Linked DNA regions of Mus musculus: region 2 is linked to region 1. The links are chromatin contacts, called in public Hi-C maps. All regions are on one chromosome and are shown on one strand. The core of a region is the stretch at or near the end of the contact, and the rest is flanking DNA. Distances in the headings are between cores, read along the strand shown.

Evidence for each region. Hi-C and Micro-C count contacts between places; a contact is called where the count stands out from the background.
Region 2: a Hi-C map of bone marrow-derived macrophages shows a contact between it and region 1, with 47 read pairs. The contact joins the promoter of Ccl1 here to the enhancer-like site in region 1. A contact is called at or near these places in 1 of 39 promoter capture datasets (3T3-L1-derived adipocytes), 5 of 15 datasets of contacts at CTCF or cohesin (CD8 T cells, the NIH/3T3 cell line, hippocampal excitatory neurons and 1 more), 21 of 484 Hi-C or Micro-C datasets (the AML12 cell line, the BV-2 cell line, the C2C12 cell line and 15 more), 5 of 115 datasets of contacts at active chromatin or transcription factors (the NIH/3T3 cell line, bone marrow-derived dendritic cells, bone marrow-derived macrophages and 2 more) and 3 of 9 other capture datasets (adipose tissue, bone marrow-derived macrophages and embryonic stem cells).

What each region holds. Positions count from the first base shown.
Region 1 is chr11:82,084,486-82,092,216 of GRCm38.p6, reverse strand. No RefSeq gene overlaps it. Among named protein-coding and RNA genes, the nearest start is that of Ccl12, 13 kb to the left of the region's middle. Within about 2 kb of position 4,001, at least 6 of the 459 cell types and tissues checked have an H3K27ac peak or open chromatin away from gene starts, as enhancers often do. A contact at or near this core is called in bone marrow-derived macrophages and granulocyte-monocyte progenitors, where this site is marked.
Region 2 is chr11:82,176,755-82,184,485 of GRCm38.p6, reverse strand. It overlaps Ccl1 (chemokine (C-C motif) ligand 1), which reads left to right and starts at 4,674. Exons shown (of 3, transcript NM_011329.3): 1 at 4,674-4,817; 2 at 6,353-6,467; 3 at 7,575-7,731. The coding sequence starts at 4,742. The coding sequence ends at 7,662.

The DNA.
Region 1 (7,731 bases), core at 2,752-5,251:
CATATCACAGCTAGAAACAGATATTATCAGTAAGTAACACAATCTTGGGGTTTACAGTGTGATCAAATATCCTGCAACATAGCATCTGCTGCAAAGAGAAGCTTCCCTAGTTAGAGTTCAGAGGTATGAGCGTCTATGGGTATAAGGATCAGTCTTTAGAAGTTGATTAAATTCTATGTCTACTTAGAAGCAAGTTCTACTCTAGGGTTTATGACTTACCTAGTCTCAGGGTTTTGTCCCTTTTTAACAGTGCCAGGCATAAGTTCTGTCTTTTGGAGAAGATTTTAAATCCACTTAGAAAGAGGTTGGTTACCTCCATAATATCCACACTACTACTATACAGGTGTGGGGATATGGTGTCAGGACCGTCATTACTATAATTTGCAGGATTCACATTTGAGCCAAACTAATGATTACAATTTTTTCTGAGCAGAGTGCATAGAATCATCTAGAACTATCTTTTCTTCGGAATGGCAGCATTTCTTCTGAATATATTTTGAAATGAACATTGTCCTCTGTCTCTGCTAGAACCATGAAAGAATATTTGTGTGATTTCTAGAGCCCCTAGACATAAAGTTTGTGAGAGGGTTGGGACTCACTTCTTCATCTGGTGGGGAATTAGCTCCTGTACAGTTCCATTTGTAAGACCTAGCAGTTTGCTAGCTGAGGCTCAGTCTCCTAACATGTTGTTTTGGCTCGTTGACTCTTGCTTCTGGCAAGCTGTGGTTTTGTGTCCATCCCTGTTCTGGTTACCTTGAAGAGTTCTGGCATATCTAAGAACTGGCAGTCTTCAGTTGATTCAACAATTTTTCTCTTGTTAGACAGGAGTGGTCCTTCCAACTTCTTTCCAAGTAGAGAAGTTGGAAGTCACAGGAAATCATATCATATGTTGTTTTCCTTTCCTATGTTCCTTAGTAGAGCATCTATGCAAATCATTCACCATGTTTAACATGGACTCTGTCTTTTCTTTTTTTTTTTTTTTTTTTTTACTGATTGGCACAAGAATACTTTGGATTGACTTTCTTTCTTAGACTGTGCATCACAAATGCCTCCTTCCAGTCTGTGGAGTTTCCTTTTAACAATGCCTTTCACCAAGCAGAACTTTTCAACAGCAACGAAGTTCATTTTACCACATTTCCCTGCCACGGCTCTTGCATTTTGAGTAATTTCTGATCTGAGATCTCATATTCTCAGTTGGCATGTTAAGACTTCTGACAAACCATTAAGTATGCTTCAATAATCTTGAACTTTAAATGCTCCATAAAGGTCTATATACATCAGCACAGTAATTAATTTATTCATTTTCCATAGACAGGAATTACAAGATTATCTTTTTACCGTTACAAATAGTATGCACGACAAAGCTGATACAACATTATCATTCATGTCTCCATTTAATTCCACAGCTAAGGGATTAATAAATCAAATGTGTGGATATTGTAAAAACCTTTTATTCAGATGATTACGTTGTTGGAAAGCTTGCCCCGACACTAAAATATGAGTCAATTAGTCTTTAGAATGTTGGGCAGCTGTGAAGAAGACATTTATTAGTTAAAAGGTGAAGTTAACCTATGATAATAGAGGTCATATTAGTGGTTTCTGTTGTAGGCACTGATAGAAAAGAACCTGAATTATTCTGAATTTTGATGTATTAATGTCCCAGCTCTCCAATTAAGTAGAGGTAGTAACGATGAGGTTGTATCAGCCTTATCAGAAGGATTATTTGTAATTATGTTGTGACCTGAGTGATGGTGAGATCAGTTGTTTATGCATGTGAAATGCACAGAATGGTGTCTTAAAATACCTGCACCTCTCCACATGTCAATTATACTCTGATCAAAAGTACAGATAATTTGCATAGATTTTATTTGCTCATTTAAGATACAAATTTATTTATTTAAATTAAATCTCCAAGTGTGTATGCAAAAATGTGTACAGGTGCCCAAGGAGATGAGAAGAGGATGTTGTATCCTCTGGAGCTGGAGTGTGTATCAGGAACTGAATTCAGATCCTATACAACATCATATATCTCCTATATAACTGTACTTGCCCTTAACTGCTAATCCATCCCTGCAGCCTTACCACAGGAACATAACCAGTAATTCTTCTAGCCAGAGAGGAACTGGGGATGTTATAGCAAACTGCCTTCTAGTCTGTGGAGATGCCACATGTGTCCTGTGGGTCTGATTCTGCGGAGGTGTGTTGGCTTACCAAACAGATTTATGTATGTTTTTTACTTAGAAATCAAGTCGCTGTCTTCCATAATGCCACCAGAGCTTCACTAGTCTCTTCTGAGCTGCCATAAGCAAGCAGCATTAATAAGTATGAGAAGCATAGCTACAGGGAAAGAAAGGGCTGGCGAGATGAAAAAGGAGTCTTTGTTAAGCAACTTGAGATTAGTCATAATTTAGCCAATAACTTTCCCAGTATGCCTGAGGTAGTCTTTTTAACTTTGATATAAAGGATAACATTCTGACAAGTTTAGTGATGACAGAGAGTTATCAAGTATGTGTCAGCCTTAGAGTCTGGTAGAGGATGGCCAGAAGGTGCTGTAGAAAAATGAAGAGACAAACAGCAATTAAGTTTTAACTTGAGTTAATGAATAGGATGCTGTGATTGACAGACACGTTTAGGTCTGTTGTGGGCACAGCAGCAGACAATGGTACTGCCTATGTAGTTGCCACTCCTGAATTGAATAGTATTCAAGACCCTGGGTATTTGCAAAGAAGCAATTTTTATCAGCTATGAGAGAAACAGAATACCAAAGGGATCAAAGTCTGGATTCAGTTACTAGGAAATCAGGTTAAATTTCTTACTGAAATTAGGATCAGAGCCTGGACCTTGACAGCCCTCTAATAAATCAAGTTCAGTCATTGTCTTAGAATTTCCATTGCTGTGAAGAGACACCACGACCAAGGTAACTCTTATAAAGGAAAACATTTAATTGGGGATGGCTTCAGGTTCAGAGGTCCAGCTCATTATTCTAAGGTTAGAAACATGGCAGCATCCAGGCAGGCATGGTGCTGAAAGAGCTGAGAGCTCTACATCTTGTTCTGAAGGCAAACAGTTGACTGTCTCCTATGTGGCTAGGAGAAGGGTCTCAAAGCCCACCCCCATAGTGACATACCTCCTCTAACAAGGCCACACCTTCTAATACTGCCACTCCCTGGGCGAAGCCAATCAAACCACCACAGGCACACATCCTCGGTAGTCCAATTAACAACACAATCAATAGTGACAAGCAGACAAAAAGGAGATTTACTCACTGGGCAATTCAATCATTGGAAAGATGTCTAGCCAAGCCCACTTTTGGGGTTTTAATATGAACGTTAGATAAAAATAGAAGCTCATAGAGATATATAGAGAGAACAATCCAGGTCAACATGTGAACCTACTTGTCATTCTTGTGTTAACTCCAGTCTTGTCTGCAGGTAACCTGATACACGACAAACCACTTTTCTCAGGAGACAACCACCCCTTCTGGCTGGGCTCAGGATCTCAGTCTTGATCTTTGCCCACATAAGATCCTTGGAGAATTCTCTCTTTCTAGCAATCTAATGTTTCAACACTCTGATAGTCCAAGAGCAGGACTCTTTAGAGTATCCTTTTAGAGTATCTTTTTTTTTTCTATCAGGATAGTTATATTATCTATGTCAGAGAAGGCACGTAACTTCTTTATATTTAATACTTTTAGTTTTATTGCATAGGAATGGGACCCACTGTGACTGTTAAATTATCTGATGCCAAAACTTGCTTTGAAGAATAGGGTATGATGACTGATCAGCACACTAACTGTAACCCATAGCCTGATAAGATAATTATTCATAGATTTATTGGAAGAGAGACCCCGAGCCTATATAAGAGAGCCAACTATAGCTGGATAATGACAGAATGCCTCCTAGAAGTGGACAAGTGAGGTCTTGGGATGCTACCATGACCCACAGGCAGGACAGCCAGGAGGCTTGTAAGATGTAAGAGTTGTATCCTAATGTTGACAGTCACTATGGGCACTAGGATTCTAGTTCCCTGGGCAGTTGTATCTGTCAGTCTTTGAACCCCTTAGATTATGCAACTTCCCTCTCTTGTTTTATTTTTAAACAGAATTCAAGGAATTCCAGTACAAGAAGTTGAAATGAAACTTAAACCATGCAAATTGAGGAGCTCTTCTGTCCAGGGCCCTAGATTGTTCTCCAGTGGCTTTCCAATCTTGAATTAAGATCCGCAACAATTATCTGGGAAAAGCAATGGGCACGATTAGGAACTGACTGGGCTCTCCTGGAAATCAAGCTTTCTGCTTTGATGTTCAGCTCCTTCGCCATTCTCCATTCTCATTGGTCACAGTGTTACAGGATGAGTTGAATGAGGCATTGGCCCTTATTCAACCCTTCACCCTTTCCAATGAGAGAAAGAGTTAGACGGATGAAATGACTTGTGTTAGGCTCTATAGATGCACTATGACAAGTGTGTAACCACATCAAAGCAAATGTCACCATGTAATTAATATCAATTAGAAAGAAAGAAACGGACAGAAAATGATCATATGGTTTCCAGGAAGCCCAAAGACCAACCATTCTGTGCACTAGTTCCCAGACCTGCCTGTGAGGATGCCCTGGGCAAGTATTGATAACGTGGTGGGATTGGTTAGCCATACAGAGAGAGTTTATAGAGATTGTGTCTGGAATTTTCTGGTTTTGAAGTGCTCTGTGTTCCTGGGTAACTTTTAATCAAGACCAATTTTGGAGTCACTGAGCTAGTTCAAAGTTTCATTTACCAATAGTTGGAAGTCAAAGATAGGAAACAATTTCTTCAAAATCACTGTGACAATTGGACATTGAGCCTCCTAATTTGTTCCCTAGTTCCTGGCAAATTCTTTGTTCTTGTGGAATAATTTACAGCTATCAGTTCATGTGACAAGGACAAGCCATCCTGGGCCTCAATGGAAGAAAAATGATTTCAAGGAAGCTTGTTTAACATGTCTTAACAAAGGACATGGGAAACATCCAGTATTTCATCCCCTCAATACTGATCTTTCCCAGTAGAAAAAAATCCTCTGATGACTTGACATGGCTTGCCCAGCTGTACCAAGACAATCAAGTGAGCATACAGGAAAAACAGCTGCCATGTGATTCCAATTAAAGGGCAAGAATCAGGAAGAACACTACAGTGGGGGTGCCCAGAAGCCTCTGAAGCTATATTGTGTGTTATGGTAATGACCCATTCATTATTCTGTTGAATCAGCGGGTTATAACCCTGAAGGATGTTTGAGATAAGGGCTGAGTATGAGAGGTGCACAGACTCTTTTATTATGACAACAAAGAGGTTATCTGGGTGCCAATAAGTGTCTAGTTGTTTCTGGGTCTTTACACATGTTATGGTATGTGCGTGAATGTCCTCTGATCAGCTCTTGAACATTATTAGTGGTTGGATGCAGTGCCATGCATCTGTCTTCCCGAGTGCCCTTGACAGTGTGGATTTCAGGTATTGTACTTCATCCATCTTTGATAACAACAGAGGCAATATAGTTTGAAACATGGATCCAACTAGGGCTGAAAAGGACTTTGTTCAAGTTCTTCACTTCCTAAATGAATGTTATTATCTAAACTTTACTAATAGGGCATGTATTACTCAGAGTTCTCTAGAGGAACAGAACTTATAGAATAGAATATATATAATATATATATATATATGCATATGTATATATATACACATATATGTATACACACATATGTATATATATTTAGAATTTATATATATCTATATATATATATGATTTATTAGAATGTATTCTAAGCTATGGTGTAGCTAGTTCAGCAATAGCCACCTATCTGGTCTTCAGTGTGCATCAGAATCATGAAAAAGTAGGCTGTAATGTCAGTGAAGGAATAGACTTGCTAGTGAGAAGGAGAGCAAACAGGTAGAGAAAGAGCTAACTTCCTTCTTCCATGTCCTTTATACAGGTTGCCAGCAGATGGTGTGACCCAGTTTAAAGGTGCATATTCCCACCTTTAAAATATAGGTTAGAGACGAAAGGATGGACCATCCAGAGACTATGCCACCCGGGAATGACTCCCATAATCAGCCACCAAACCCAGACACTATTGCATATGCCAGCAAGATTTTGCTGAAAGAACCCTGATATAGCTGTCTCGTGTAAGGCTATGCCAGTGCCTGGCAAATACAGAAGTGGATGCTCACAGTCATCTATAGGACGGAACACAGGGCCCCCATTGGAGAAGCTAGAGAAAGCACCCAAGGAGCTGAAGGGGTCTGCAACCCTATAGGTGGAACAACAATATGAACTAATCAGTACCCCCAGAGCTCGTGTCTCTAGCTTCATATGTAGCAGAAGATGGCCTAGTCAGTCATCATTAGGAAGAGAGGCCCCTAGGTCTTGCAAACTTTATATGCCCCAGTACAGGGGAACGCCAGGGCCATGAAGTGGGAGTGGGTGGGTAGGGGAGCAGGGTGGGGGGAGGGTATAGGGAACTTTCGGGATAGCATTTGTAATGTAAATAAAGAAAATATCTAATTTAAAAAAAAAAGAAATCTTCCCCCTTCAAAGGATTTTTTTTTTTAATTTTCGAGACAGGGTTTCTCTGTATAGCCCTGGCTGTCCTGGAACTCACTTTGTAGACTAGGCTGGCCTCGAACTCAGAAATCCGCCTGCCTCTGCCTCCCAAGTGCTGGGATTAAAGGTGTGCACCACCAATGCCCGGCATTTCTTTCTTTTTTTTTCAAAGGATTTAATTAAGAAAGAAAACCCTCACAGATATGCCAGACAATTGGGTTTTAGTTAATTTTAGATGTAGTCAAGTTGGCAACCAAGATTAGCTATCACAGGGAATTTAAGGAAGAAAACAAAGATTTAATGTACCAGGCAGAGTGGGCATGGTGGTGTCATATAACAGAGCCCCAAGATCTCTGGTTGTCCTGGCCAGACTCTGCCTGTAGGGGGAGGAGGGTGTGTAGTATGATTGACATGGTATATCATTCCATGGTTGCCCCTGATTGAGCTTCCTTATCTGAACATATCCTCAGACACTATGGCATTTGAAAGACATAGAAACATTTGTCCCAGTTCTTAATGGCCCCTTCCCAGAGTGGCATATGTCAATTCGGCTATTCTTTTATTGACTGGAGTAAGCCATGAGCTCTTGTCTGTCTTGGCATAGAAGCCTAGTGCTGTCAAATGTGCAGAGCGAGAACTGGCACTGCTAGGAACTGTCCCTCATCAAGCCCAGTTGTTGAGTGTTAGCATGCCAGCTCAGTGGCTGTTGAGCCTTGTTCAGAAGTGTTCAGGAATATACTCTGTGACAGTCTCAGGCTGAACACTGTCTAATACTTCACACTCAAAGGCCTCCTCATTTAGATTTTGTTAAATTTTAATGTGAGGCAGAGTGGTGCATCTAAATAGCTTCATAACATTTAGTGCCCTCTGCAGCATTCTAAATAAAACATATTTTGTTATTTTTGTCAAGATAGAAAAGGAACCCATAACAATCCCATAATCTTGCAATTGACTTTTATCTAAATGCCAGGCTATTATGCTAATGATTATGATATCGAGTTATCCACATTAGCCTAGTAAAGTGGAAATGACGATAAAGCTCTCAGTGGGCACAGGTGTTAATTGGTACTTAGGGTGATATTTTATTTAATTATTTATGAAAATCACAAACCTATAAGGGTTGGAAATATATCTCAGTGATTGCCTAGCATGCATGAGGCTCT
Region 2 (7,731 bases), core at 3,425-5,924, 92 kb before region 1:
GCAGCCTACAGGTTGGCCCAGAACCTGCTCAAAACCACTACCATGGTAGCTCCACACATTCTTCCCCTCTGGGTACACCCTGCTTGCATCCTTCCAGGCCTAGGTGAAATACCACACTGCTACCTAAGGAGCCCTTAGCCTCTAGACCATACACTAATGACAGCCTGTGTCCAGCTGTTGTTTTGTGGGTGCTCTTTCCCCTAAATCTGGCCCTGGAGGGCAGATCTGAGCTATGATCCCTTCTCTTGCCTCAGTACCCAGGCACGAACTGCTAAACAGCGGGTCTCTGGAAGATGCCTACAGAGAGAATAGAGGAGCATCCCACTAAACCATAGCTGTCCCAGGGACCCCACACTTAATATGTTGTCCACACAGAAATTGCAAGATTTCCAGCAGTGGAACTCTGTATAAACAGATGTAGTTTCAGAACCCAGTTACTTATTCTGGGTTCCAAATAAGTAACTGGTCACCTGTGTGCTCACTATCACCTCCTGACTGCCCACTAAGGTTTGAGGCCTCAGTGGGTACAAACTTCTTTCTTCTTATTTCCAGTAGTAGCTGCATCCCACATACAGATGGCAAAGAGAGGTCTGACTGGGAGAGAAAGAGTTCTGCTCTCTAGAGCTCCTGGAGAGGGTGGGACATGGAACCCTAGGGAACCAAAACCTGCAGTTGCTGGTTCTCTCCAGGAGCTCGGGGTGGCACAGCCTGTGCAGAGTTGGTCATGTGAAGCCAGGGGAAGGTTCTGAGCAGGAGAAGCAGAAGGCCTGACATCTGAAGAGAAGGACTTCAGTGAGCAGGGCCGTCACTTCACACTTTGTAAGTGCGGCCAAGACATTTGTACTTTCACCCTGAGCACAGCGGGCTGGCCTTTCAGGCTCAGAAGCACTTGAAAGAACCAGTGATGGTCACTATTGTGACAACCTCTGCCTGCTTCTATTGTAGTGAGAGACACTTCCGTGTCCTTTGTGCTGTAACTAAGCAGTAGACAGGAAAGTCTCCTGTAAAAGAACAAAGCAGCTAAAAAACCACAGGAACAGGAAGTAAAGAAGCCAGGGCTCAGGGCTCAGGATTCTGTGGTGTGTGGGTGCTGGGCATCTTTACTGTGAATAGACATAGGCTTACCTCAGGCAACTGTGTCTGGGGCAGATATCAAGGACCCAGAAGGACACTGTGACCACATCGTTAAAGACACATCATTAAGGACACCTGGGTGTCTGTAGACCAGGCTAGTAGCAAAAGAGACTGGGTAGTAGAGCCCTGTTTGGGAGACAGTGACACATCTTGGTGTCACCCGTGGACCTCTCAGAGCAGTCCCAGATCTGGAGCAAAGGGGACCCAGTTTTAGGGGTGGATCCAGTGACTTCTGCAGCCCTCCCCACCAGGACACCGTCTCTTCTGGAGCCCGTCCTATATTTAAACCACTCCCCAAGATCTACCTCTGCATAATCTGGGAGTCCCCCTGAGATTCACTTGGTTCCCCCTAGTACTTCTCCTGGAGATTCTTTCCTTTCCTCTCAAGCCAGCTCCTATCACAGGGAGCCCTCCCAACAACCCACAATTAGGCTAAGGCTTAGGAAGTTTATTTTGACAGTACTAAAGAGAGTTGTGCTTGGTCCAAGAGGAAACACAGCTCAGAAAGCCTGTATTACCTGTCCAGGATGAAGCGGTAGAACTAGGATCTGATGTGTCTATGTCTGGCTCTAGTCACTGTTCCTCTTCCTCTCCCTGAAGGAATACATAGAGAATTTCACTCTGGAGATGGATCAAGTCATCTCTGCAGCTCTGCCATGCTCAACACATGCCAAGGGGCTGGCCGTGGCCTGCTATGGAAGGACCACCTGACCTGTAACTCAGTAGCAGGTGGTAGACAGGGCTGGGCTGAATGCCTCTGGACAGCATCTTAGGATGACTCCACCCTGGCTGCCAGCCACCTGATCCCCGTCCTCATTCAGTGGTCCCTAGAAAATGAAAGATGAGTGACAAGGGCTCCTAACTACACGCCACAGAAAGAAGGCTTGCTTGTGTGAATGATAACAGTGCGTATCCCGAGGTCACCTCTTGTTTGCCAATCCACGATCATTTCTGCTTGCTCATTTCCACAGAGGCTTTATTGACCTATCACATGGTCCTAGTCCCTGGGCCTCGACAGCCATGTTGGGGTACCCATGTGTAATATGAAGTTGCTGGATGATAAATCCTACTTTTGGTCACTTCTTTCCAGGTGCTGAGAGAGCCCAGGAAGGTAAGGCATAACAAAGTACTAATGAGTTCCTCTTTTCTGTTTGGGAAATACTGTGGTCACAGTGAGGGGGAAGATGGGGAGCTAGTTGTTGAGGGACAGCTCCCAGAACAGGGGAAGAACCAGAAATTTCCAGGGCAGCTATGTGGCCCCTTCTTCACTGCCCGAGTCTAAAGGGTCTATACTTGCATTTGGCCAGTTTTTATATACTCACATCTCCCCTTTCCCAAGACCCCGGGGGTAAAGGACCAGAACACATCAGCCTCCAAAGACAAGGACATAGAGAGGCAGCAATGGGGTAGTAATTTTAATGACTTTGTGGGTGGCAGGAAGCAGTAGGGGTCTGACTGGCATGGGTCCAGCTGTGTAAAGATCATGAGCTGATCTTATTCTTAGATACCCAGGGCTCGAGTCTCTGCCTCCTATGCCACCCCCATTCTCAATATAGCATCAAGCCCAAGACTTCCCTCCTCGTGAAAGTCACCCTCCCACCCTCCATACTGTGGAGATTTTATCTCTTGGTGCTTTGACAATTGCCTGGAGTTTTCTCCTCACAAGTACAGGCACTTGAGTTTTGATTCTGACTCTGAAATGGAGCCAAGATATTCCCAGTTTCGACAAAGCTCCCTCAGGAGTGCCAAGAGTCATCACTGCCAAAGGTCTTGAAAAGCTCATTCAGCTCAGACATGCCACGGTAGCACGGAGCGAGCCTCAGTGGAGAGATGCGGGAAGACAAGGACTTCCGATTGCCATCCAGGCACAGGGGCTTAAAGGAGGCTGAGATTTGCCCGCAGGGGTTGGCAAATGACTTTTATTGGAGGAAGGGTGTTTGAAATGAGCAGATTGGGCACAGAGGGAGTTGGCTGGGAAGGTGGTCAGGTCGATGTTACAGTAAGGATGAGATGGTGGATATAGGAGAGCAAAATGGATGACTGAAGCTTGACTATTTGGGAAGAGTTCTAACTATCTAGTAGTTACACTCAGTTGGCAACAAACACTGAAGGTTTTTCAGTTGCACAGGCTAAGGTCAACATAGGTTAGCATAGCCAACCCACTGTGTATAGGCCCCATGATGCCAATGCCAGAAAGCTTAGCTGCTTTTTCTTGAGGGCCTCCTATGAGCTGCTTATCCCAAGTACTGCCCACTGCATATACTGTTTTTATCTGGCTGCACAACCCCATCTGCATCTACATCCCATGCTCTAGCTTTCTCCATGATGCTGAGTGAAGGGTGTTCCTCTGTACTTGGCTTTTCCAGACTCCTTCCCCTGCCTGACGTGCTGTCTTCACAGCAGCCTGCAGGACATGGTACTTATAGAACACTGTCTGGAAAGGGTCCTCTGAAGTCCCTGGGTGTCCCCAACATTCTCCTGTGCCCCCCACATGACAGATCTGTCTTGAATGAGCCGTTGTTGTGTTGGATGGCTCTCCATGGCTTGTCTATAGGTTGAAGCAAGATGGCTCAGGTCAGGCTTTGCCCCCATTGGCAATTGTCCCAAGGGTAACCAAGCAAGGGTCTGGATCAGAGTAAGCTGTGAAAGGGCTGGGGAACAAAGAAATAAAACTAATAGCAAATGTGTTGGCCAAACGTTAGACAGACAGGATCAACCTGTGGTATGTGTGTGTATGTGTGTGTGTGTGTGTGTGTACATGTATGTAGGTGTGCATACATGTGTCTATGTGCATGTGAACGACTTTGCTTTTTGAGATAAGTTCTCTCCCTGGCCTGGAGGTCTCCAACTAGGCTCAGCGGGCAAACCAGGCAGCTCCAGGGATCAGCCGGTCAGCCTCTCCAGCTCTGGGGTTACAAGATCATTCCACTACCCCTGCTCTGTATGCGGGTTCTGGGAATCAAACTCTGGTCCTCACACTTGTGTAGCAGGTACTTTGCTGACTGAGCCATCTCCCCAGCTCTGCATTTCATTCTTACCACCCGGATTTGAGATGTGTTACTAGTTCCATTTTGTAGGGATGTGCAGCTTAGAGAAGTTTGTGCAATGGCTGATTGGCAGAGCCAGAACCCAGACACAAGCTCCATTTGATGCAGATTGTACCTTCTCTGCTCTGTCCTTCTCCAAGGCCTGTAGCTGCTTTGAATGGAATGATGTGGGTTAGACAAGCTGTGTACGGGCCACTTCCTCTCTCTCTCTCACCTTTTTTGACTTTCCACTCAGCCAGGACAGCTCCCACGTATTTTGTCAAGAACGTAAAGATTGGTATCTGCTTCTGCACTTGGGGAAGTTCCCAAGGCCACTAGGCACCCAAACATACCTCGAATACGCCCCCCTCCTCCCAGGAGAGGTGAGAAAAGGAGTTTTCCATGTGGCCATTGGGTATGAGTTCCTTTTCCCTGGGACTCCCACCTCTTCTCCATGGTCTGGGAAAGCACCCCGGGCCTTCTGATAAAAGCTCAGTACAGGGTGAGGCAGGAGAGAGTTCTTGGCTCCACCAGACATTCGGCGGTTGCTCTAGAGAGGCTTGAGACAGAAACTTATCACCATGAAACCCACTGCCATGGCACTGATGTGCCTGCTGCTGGCTGCCGTGTGGATACAGGATGTTGACAGCAAGAGCAGTGAGTAATGGGGTCCTAGTGCTTGGGCCCAGGGAGGGGAGATGTATAGGCAGGCACTCTGGGCTGGGAACAGAGCTTACCTAGACATCATTGGCTTCATTTCTGTCCCTATCTGGAGATGAATGGCGGGCAGTAATGGGATAGGGACGCTGGGCGTGGAGGAAGGTTATGGACTGGGAGCACACATCTACTTCGTGGTGGGGAGCTCAGACCTGAAACCCATTCCTCTGATTCTTTTGCTAATCCTAGAACTAGGTGGCTGCAGAGACAGACCTGGGCCAGCATCCTCTTGATGGGGTTCCAAGACTGGCCCTGTTCTGGGAGGAGCTTCTCCTTCTCCTTCTCCTTCTCCTTCTCCTTCTCCTTCTCCTTCTCCTTCTCCTTCTCCTTCTCCTTCTCCTTCTCCTTCTCCTTCTCCTCCTTTCTCCCTTCTCCTTTCTCTTCCTCCTCATCCTCCTTTCTCCCTTCTCCCTTCTCCCTTCTCCTTTCTCCTTTCTCCTTTCTCCTTTCTCCTCCTCCTCCTCCTCCTCCTCCTCTTCATCCTCCTCCTTCTAGATGAAGTGGCTTTAGTGTGTGGAAGATAATTTTGATCCTCACCCTACAGACAACTGGAAGGGCCTATGGGGTTGTTTAAAACAAATTAGGATCCCTGAAGTCCAGAGGAGGGACTAAGACTGATTTCCAGTGTGACAGATGACAGGCAGGGGCTGAAGGAAGGACCACAGGAGTGAACAGCCAGATAACTATTATATCTCTTAAAGATGTTTTCTGTATGGATAAACTGGAATCCATGTTCTAGATTGTTCGGAAAATACCAACCTGAGGTCAGGGGACCTGCAAGTTTCTGTGAACAGCGAGACAGGAAGGATCCAGGGTTAGAACACAGGGATGTTGAAGGTGGGATGTGGGAGGAGAGCGTACAAATCAGCAGACTGGGGGTTACTGGTCCCTGAAAGAGGGGAGGGCCAAGGATGGGAATGTGGAAGATTGTGTGGGCGAGTGGACCAGCCACTTTTTGGGAATACCCCCTTTTCCTTCTGAGCCCTTGTGGAGTTCCTCACCCAGCCCCATGTCTGTGAACCAAGAACTACAATGTCCTGCATGCGATGGGATAACAGGTCCTCTAGGATGTGAGGCCAGAGCCCCGAGCTTAAGTACTAGCACAGTACACAGAGCCACGCACTTGTGCTGGGAGACTGGGACTGAAGGGGTTTGTATATGTGGTAGGAAGAGTCTCACCGTATGTGCAGGAGTGTGTGCTGAGCCATGGCTCAGGCAGGCTTGTGGTTTCTGTCCCCACCACCTGCTGGTTTGTAGGGTGCTCACATCTGACGCCCCTCCCCAGTCTTATGATTGTTGTCTCCATCCTAGAAATGTGTTGCTGCTGAGACAGAGCTGCACTGCAGCCCTCGGGATGTGGTCTCCATGCTTGAGTCTGTCCTAGGAAGGACTTGGCTGGTTTTGCTTTTTAATTCTGTTGTGGGTGAGAGGCTATGGTTGCTAATGAATGGTCTTTTTTTGTGCTTTTCTTCTAGTGCTTACGGTCTCCAATAGCTGCTGCTTGAACACCTTGAAGAAAGAGCTTCCCCTGAAGTTTATCCAGTGTTACAGAAAGATGGGCTCCTCCTGTCCTGATCCCCCAGCTGTGGTGTGAGTGAGCCACTAGCCAGGGGAGAGATAATATTGACGGAATTGAGAATAGTACACACTAGATGGCGCTGTTCCACAAGAAAAGGGAGTCTAAACCCAACCAGGCAATCTAAGGTGTAGAGTGACACTAGGGGGCGTGGGGCTTCCCAGGAAGGGGGGGGGGGTCCTGATTTATTTGCTTGAACCCCAAAGTGCCTATGATTAGATCCCAAGCTATATAGCCAGGAAGAAATGTTTAATAAAAGCACAACAGACAAGGCTGGAGCGTTGGCTCAGTGGGTAGTTTGGCTGCTCAAACACGGTGATTTGAGTTCATATTCCCAGCAGGATGGTGTGAGTTTGTAACCCCAGTGCTAGATGAGGCAGAGGCAGGCATAGCCTGTGTGCTTGCTGGCCCTAACAAAGTTCTGTGGGAGATCTTACCTCGAAATGTAGGACAAACAATCCACTAAGGAAGATTTCATAACCACCGACCCCTGGCCACCACACATGTCTATATACCATGAAACACACACACACACACACACACACACACACACACACACACACACACACACACTATACAAACACACACACCACATATACATATCACACACACCACACAAACACACACCACCCACTACACAAACACACATACCACACCCCCCACATACATCCCCACATACACCCCCTATATCACAGAAACACACATACCACACTAACACACACACATACCCCACACATCTCAGACCCTACAAACACACACACACACACACACACACACACACACACACACACACACAGTAGGCCCCAGGCAGACACACAAATATTCAAACCTGGAGCAAGGAGTTGTTCTAGGATTGGGACGTTTCGTCCTAGCTACACATCAGACTGTCCGCCAGCTCCTGTGCTCTGTACCACAAAGGGAATTCTAGTCTCCACGGTAGGCTTCAGGGGTCCCCATTAATAAGCTTCCAATGTAACACAGGCACGCCAGCTTCAGATCTTGTAAAATTTCTTCATTTACAGAGTCAGGAGTTCAGGGGTCCCTGGTCTCACAGAAGCAGAGAAGACTGTTACAGATTCCAGTGAGTGACCAAGGTCCTTGTCCGTGTCTTCTGTTCACAGATTCAGGCTGAACAAAGGTAGAGAAAGCTGCGCCTCAACTAACAAAACGTGGGTTCAAAATCACCTGAAGAAGGTGAACCCCTGCTAACCGGGGTGAAGATGAGCCACCTTCCCATCCCAGCACCAGAGACTGCAGTTTCCCTCAGTCCTCCACCCT